Linked DNA regions of Danio rerio: region 2 is linked to region 1. The links are chromatin contacts, called in public Hi-C maps. All regions are on one chromosome and are shown on one strand. Each heading gives the region's core, a stretch centred on a gene start, on an enhancer-like site or on the middle of the called end of the contact. The rest is flanking DNA. Distances are from core to core; before and after follow the strand shown.

The links. A called contact is a pair of places that touch in the nucleus more often than the background predicts.
Region 2: a Hi-C map of an unstated tissue shows a contact between it and region 1, with 3 times the contacts expected there. The contact joins the promoter of jarid2b here to the promoter of LOC141379108 in region 1. A contact is called at or near these places in 1 of 18 Hi-C or Micro-C datasets (an unstated tissue) and 1 of 4 datasets of contacts at active chromatin or transcription factors (embryo).

Annotation. Positions count from the first base shown.
Region 1 is chr19:28,109,356-28,112,205 of GRCz12tu, reverse strand. LOC141379108 (protein FAM13A-like) reads right to left here and starts at 1,422. Exons shown (of 7, transcript XM_073931771.1): 1 at 1,068-1,422; 2 at 685-802; 3 at 402-608. The coding sequence starts at 1,112.
Region 2 is chr19:28,384,387-28,387,086 of GRCz12tu, reverse strand. jarid2b (jumonji and AT-rich interaction domain containing 2b) reads right to left here and starts at 1,387. Exons shown (of 18, transcript NM_001202459.1): 1 at 882-1,387. The coding sequence starts at 926.

The DNA of each region.
Region 1 (2,850 bases), core at 173-2,672:
TTCTTTATGTTATGCTCCATCAAACTGATCTCTGACTCTTCTCAGATCCTACAAATGGTGGATGTAAAACCCTTCAGTACTGAAGTTATCTCTCGGAAGTACACACAACATCAGTTGAATACAGATGTACACTTACTGAAAAATGATTGGTCCAAACACTATGGACAGGTTTGTGGTGGTCATGCGGTTGACAACTCTCACCAGCCACTCGTGACAGGAAGTAAGCTAAATAGGACAGGATGTTAAAGTGTTCCTCTGGAAGGGTGTCCATGATTTTTCTCACTGCCTGGTGAAGTTTTCTCAGTTTGAAAACTACAAGATAAAGATCTCAGGATTTTGATAGATCTATTTGGATGTGGAGCAAGTAGACTAAATGTTCACTCATCAGCATCTCAACTTACTCATGAACACCTCCAGCAGTTCAATCATGTGTGGCTCAGGAATAAGGCCACCGGGAAGAACACTGAGGAAAAGTTTCAGTGCAGAGGCTGAGGAATGAACATCCTCCGTGTTCAACTTTGGAAATCCTCCTTTATCAAAACATTTCCTCAGTTCATGGTGGCGCAGTTGTGTCCCACCAACCCTAAACAGGCCGCTTGTATTGAGGCCTAAACACAAACATGTATTTTACAGTCTCAGCATAAGTGACAAACACATGGAAACACTGTGAAACACAGCATTCACCATGCTTCTCCAGGAAGCCCACTAAGTGTGTAAGTGCTAGAGGAAGCCCCTGCCTCATCTGACCGTTCTTCCTCAGATTGGACAAGGGCACACCAACCACCTTGCTTTGTGCTTGGTCCTGCACAAGAAAGAGGTTTAGGAAGAAAATAACATTTGTACAGAGCAGTGCATGATAAAGTGAGTATAAAGTTTATAGGATAACTGAGTGGATTAGGAAATATTACATTTATTATATTTCTCCAAGACCAACTTACAGGAATAATAAAACAATAATGACAACAAGTAGTGATGAGTTTATGGAGTCTTAATTAAATGTTATCAAGTTAACAGTAAGCATTTGTGTATCATTATTAATGTTTAATGTGTAAACATCGCATACTCACACACACTGATAAAACTCCCATTTTAAAATGGGCTTTTATATTCATGATAACCAATCCGAGGGGTGTCCAAAGCCGTGAGTCAAATCCGGAAAAGGGTCGTTAACGGGAATCCAAAACCGAGTCAGAGCCAATCGTCAAAATCAGATAAAACACAAATCCAAAGCCGTAGTCCAAGTCCGAAAAAAGTGTCGATAACCGATAAAAAATAACCGTAATCAATCGAAAAATCGCCAACTGCACAAACCACTCACTACTACAAACGCCTGAACACCCAACAAAGAATTTCAATAATGTGCATTTAAACCTGCCGTAACTCCTATCGTTCTATATAATAGATTCTAATTCACGTCACTAGATTAAAAAACTACAACTGCATCATAATTGTTACATTTTATGAGGAAAGCCAAACAACAAGTTTTAATAGGCAACAAAACGATTCAATACACTTAAGTTTCAGAACTGAAAATGGGCAAAATTCCAAACAACAAGAACAGATTTTATATAACAAATTTATTCACAAACAAGAACAACATTACATACAATTCAAACAGGAAAATGATCAAAATATAAAAGAAACTAAACAGAAATAATAAATTATAAACTAAATATTTTCGTTTTTCCCTAGTTGTATATATATATATATATATATATATATATATATATATATATATATATATATATATATATATATATATATATATATATATATATATATTTATTTATATATATTAGGGATGGGAAGATTAACCGATATGTATCGATACGCGGTCATGCGCGTGCACGATGCGAGTGCATCGGTTGAGCAGCAGAGGATGAATGAAATTTTGGAAGCAAATCAAGATGCAAGATGCATATTTTTAATATAGAATGTATTTTTTATTTATTAACAAGAGTTGTCAACCTGTTTTTGGCGCATAATTTAATTGACCTACATAAAGTAAGCCTTAGCAACGGATTTGCGGATGTGTACACTCACACTACAACTCAGTGTATCAGGTGTGCGGATGAAGCTAGTGGTGCGCCCTCAGAAAGCGCGAGAAGCAAAACAAACATTTTATTCCCCACTGAGTTTTAAATCTAAAGTATGGCAAGCAACATTATGGATTTAAGGATGGACGACATGACAGGACAGATGCAATTTGCAAAATGTGCCGCGCATCTGTAAAATACGCGGGCAGTACGACTAATCTGATATCTCACTTGAAGCGGCACCACGGTGTTGTTGTGAAAGCATCTTCCAGTGTTCCTGCATCCCCGGCTTTCGCACTGCTTCCACCAGCTCCAAAAGTGGTGAGAAAAGCATTGCAAGTTTTTTTTTTCCGTGCGCAACAGTTCTGCTCGCTCTACGCCAATAACGAATGCTATTGCACTGTTCATCTGCAAAGATATTCAGCCTAGTGTCATGGAGAACGAAGGTTTTAAACACCTCCTCCTGTTAATTTTTATTTAATTATAATAATAATAATAATATTAATAATAATAATGATAAAAAAATGGGTGTCACGGTGGCACAATGGGTAGTTTGACCACCTCACAGCAAGAAGATTGCTGGTTTGTTATATTTTTATTAGCCTGTTGTTTACAGTGACAGTGATGTTTCAACGCAGCATAACACTGCTAGTTCACAACCTTAAGTTTTGAATAATCAGTGGCAAAATATCTTTGTAAAACTTGTTTTCATAGTTGAAAAGTTAAATCACAATTCTTGTTGTGCAATGGTAAACCTTTATGTTGAAAGAGTGCAAATATATATATATATATATATATATATATATATATATAT
Region 2 (2,700 bases), core at 138-2,637, 270 kb before region 1:
GCGACTGGATATATTCTATAAACGACATCCCATGTGCTTAATAAAATCTGGTGTGTAATATTACGATCGGTAAGCATTTAATGGCTTATATAGCTTAAAACGTGCAGAGACTCATCGAGTTAAAGGAGACAAAAAAACGTCTTTCAGGGAAAGCAATCCCCCATATTAATGACTAAGGTCGTGTATTCATTTTAATATGTTAAGACTGAGGACAATCCTCTCTTCTGAATCTTAATAAATGAACTTTACATCTGCCACCAATTTAAAGCCTCCTCTGTCGTCAAGGGCAGAGGAAATACTTTCTTTGCACAGTTACTTTGAGAACATTAAAGAACCCATTGCTTACACTTAAAGAACGTTACATCCGAAATAAACAAATGGGTGATGCCAGGGGAGTTGGGACAGTTGTTTTTATGACTTGTGTCTTTTTGCAGAATCCTGCTCGTGAAAACAGATCCCAGAATAAAAGAGGGCGATGTGGTTGTCCTCGCCGCTTGGAGACTTGAGGCATAGAAGAGCAAACAAAGCCATTCTGATCACAATAACATTAATTTGACACTGGAGTTTGCCAACAACAACAAAACAAAACACGTCCAGGTTTACAAACGAGTTTTGCAAGCTTACATCTGTCGTGCAAAACAATCATCGCCAATGATGATTTCAGAGTAAAAGCAAAAGAAAATAGGCGTCCCTGGAACTTCAGAGGAAGCCCTTTAAATCTATTGAAGTGGTGTGAACATAGTGTGATGCATTTATTTCGTTTTCAAAGCCAGACTTGGCACAACAAGAGCCATCCGTGATCAAAGTTTACGCATTTCACATCGACACAAAGACCATCGAACAAACTTAAGATCAGCCGCATACGAAAGATCAACACTTACGTATTTCTTCTGAATGATATTCCTCTTAGGTCTTTCCTTGCTCATTCTGCAATCCAAAATGATTTATTGTTAAGCAGAGAATCGCCACATGAATTTTCTTCCTGCTTCTCTTCTCGTCTCCGATTTAAATCCCCTGTAGTTTGCCTGGCTGTGCAGAATTCCCTCTTCGATCGCCGAGGATTCCTTGTAGAATCGCGGAATTAATAATCCCAAAAATTAGGGACCCATCGCCAAGGATAGAGGGCAAAATAAACAATCACATCGGCACACCATAGTTAAAAGCATTCGCCACAATAAACTTCCATCAGTGATGTTCATCCCGGCTCTTTAAAACATGTAGGTTCATTCAAGTGAGGATGTAATTGTTCGGTGGCCAGTTACATCTTGTTTTTAAAAGGCATATCCAATGGTAGGATGAAATAAATACAATTTAAAAAAAAGGAAAAGGGTTCGTTTTGGCTGGAGCTAGCAGACAGTGAGTGAACTCCAGCAGCACCACGGGCTCTTGTGAACACAAGGCGACGCTTCTTTCTTTAAGCAGCCTATCACACCCCACAGCACGCTCAGCGGTAACTTTAAAGAGCTTAGGGAGCGTCGCAAAATAACCACGAGCACAGAAACGAACACAACTTCAGAGTTGGCGAATAAATGAATGGGCGATTCAGTCACAAAGGATTTTTATGTATTATGGAAGTCATTCAAATGACGAACTCGAGAGCAAAAAAAAAAAAAAAAAAAACCTGATTGGGACATCCCTATTTTAAAGAAATCTGAAAATCTGTAACCATTGACTTTCATTGCAGGAACGAATATATTGGAAGTCAGTGGTTACAGAATTCCTGATTTCTTCTAAATATAATTTCATTCAATGGAAGAAAGAAACTCATAAAGGTTTGGAACAAATAAGAGTGAATAAAGGACACTTAAAAAAACTGTATCATTCAACTTTCCTCCCAAACACTTGCAGATTGGTTTAGTTGGCATTACAACTATTATGATATACTGTAGCATCATACTATGTTGCAACTCAAAAACAAGATATTTAGGGTACATTTACATGAAAAATATTGCTTCATGACTTTGAAAAGTTTTACATACAGACTACAACTATGTTAAGCTTTGCACACATGGGGTCCTGTAGACCAGAGGTGGGCAAACATTTTTTTTAAGGACTAAAAACATTCTTGGTTGAGGGTTGTGGCACGAAGGTAAATAAAGCAGTATTTATTTTTAAGTGTTTATTTCAATTTTTTTAATTACATTTATTTATTAGTATTCAAAAATAAAAAAGCAAAAATAACTAACAATATTACCTAATGAATTGTATAGTTGTACATCTTATAATGAATTTATTAAAATAAAAACAATTTTATATCACAATGGAGTTCAATGCTGTAAATGCTAGTCAAGTTGATGAGGTCTTGTGCATTGTCCTCTACCTGCAAGGTGACAGTATTTACATTTAAAAAATCTGATTAATTTACAATATTTAATTTCAATTGTATTATTTATTTAGATTTTAAAGCTTAACAATAAAACCAACAAATTGTTAAGTTAAATCAGAAATGGCATTATCTGCTAAATCTATATAATTAAATACCTGTCATTCTTCCTTTCTTCTCAGATGGGACCGTGGGCCAAATCAAAGTTACCATGGGCCAACTATGGTCCGCAGGCCCATGTTTGGGCATCTCCGCTGTAAACCCTTTCCATGCACACATGGGTGTTTTAAAAACTACTCCTTTTGTATGCCATTTTGTCATTTGTCTTCTGAAACTAAACCACTTTATAAGCTAGTGAAATCTTCTGTTATCTCTTT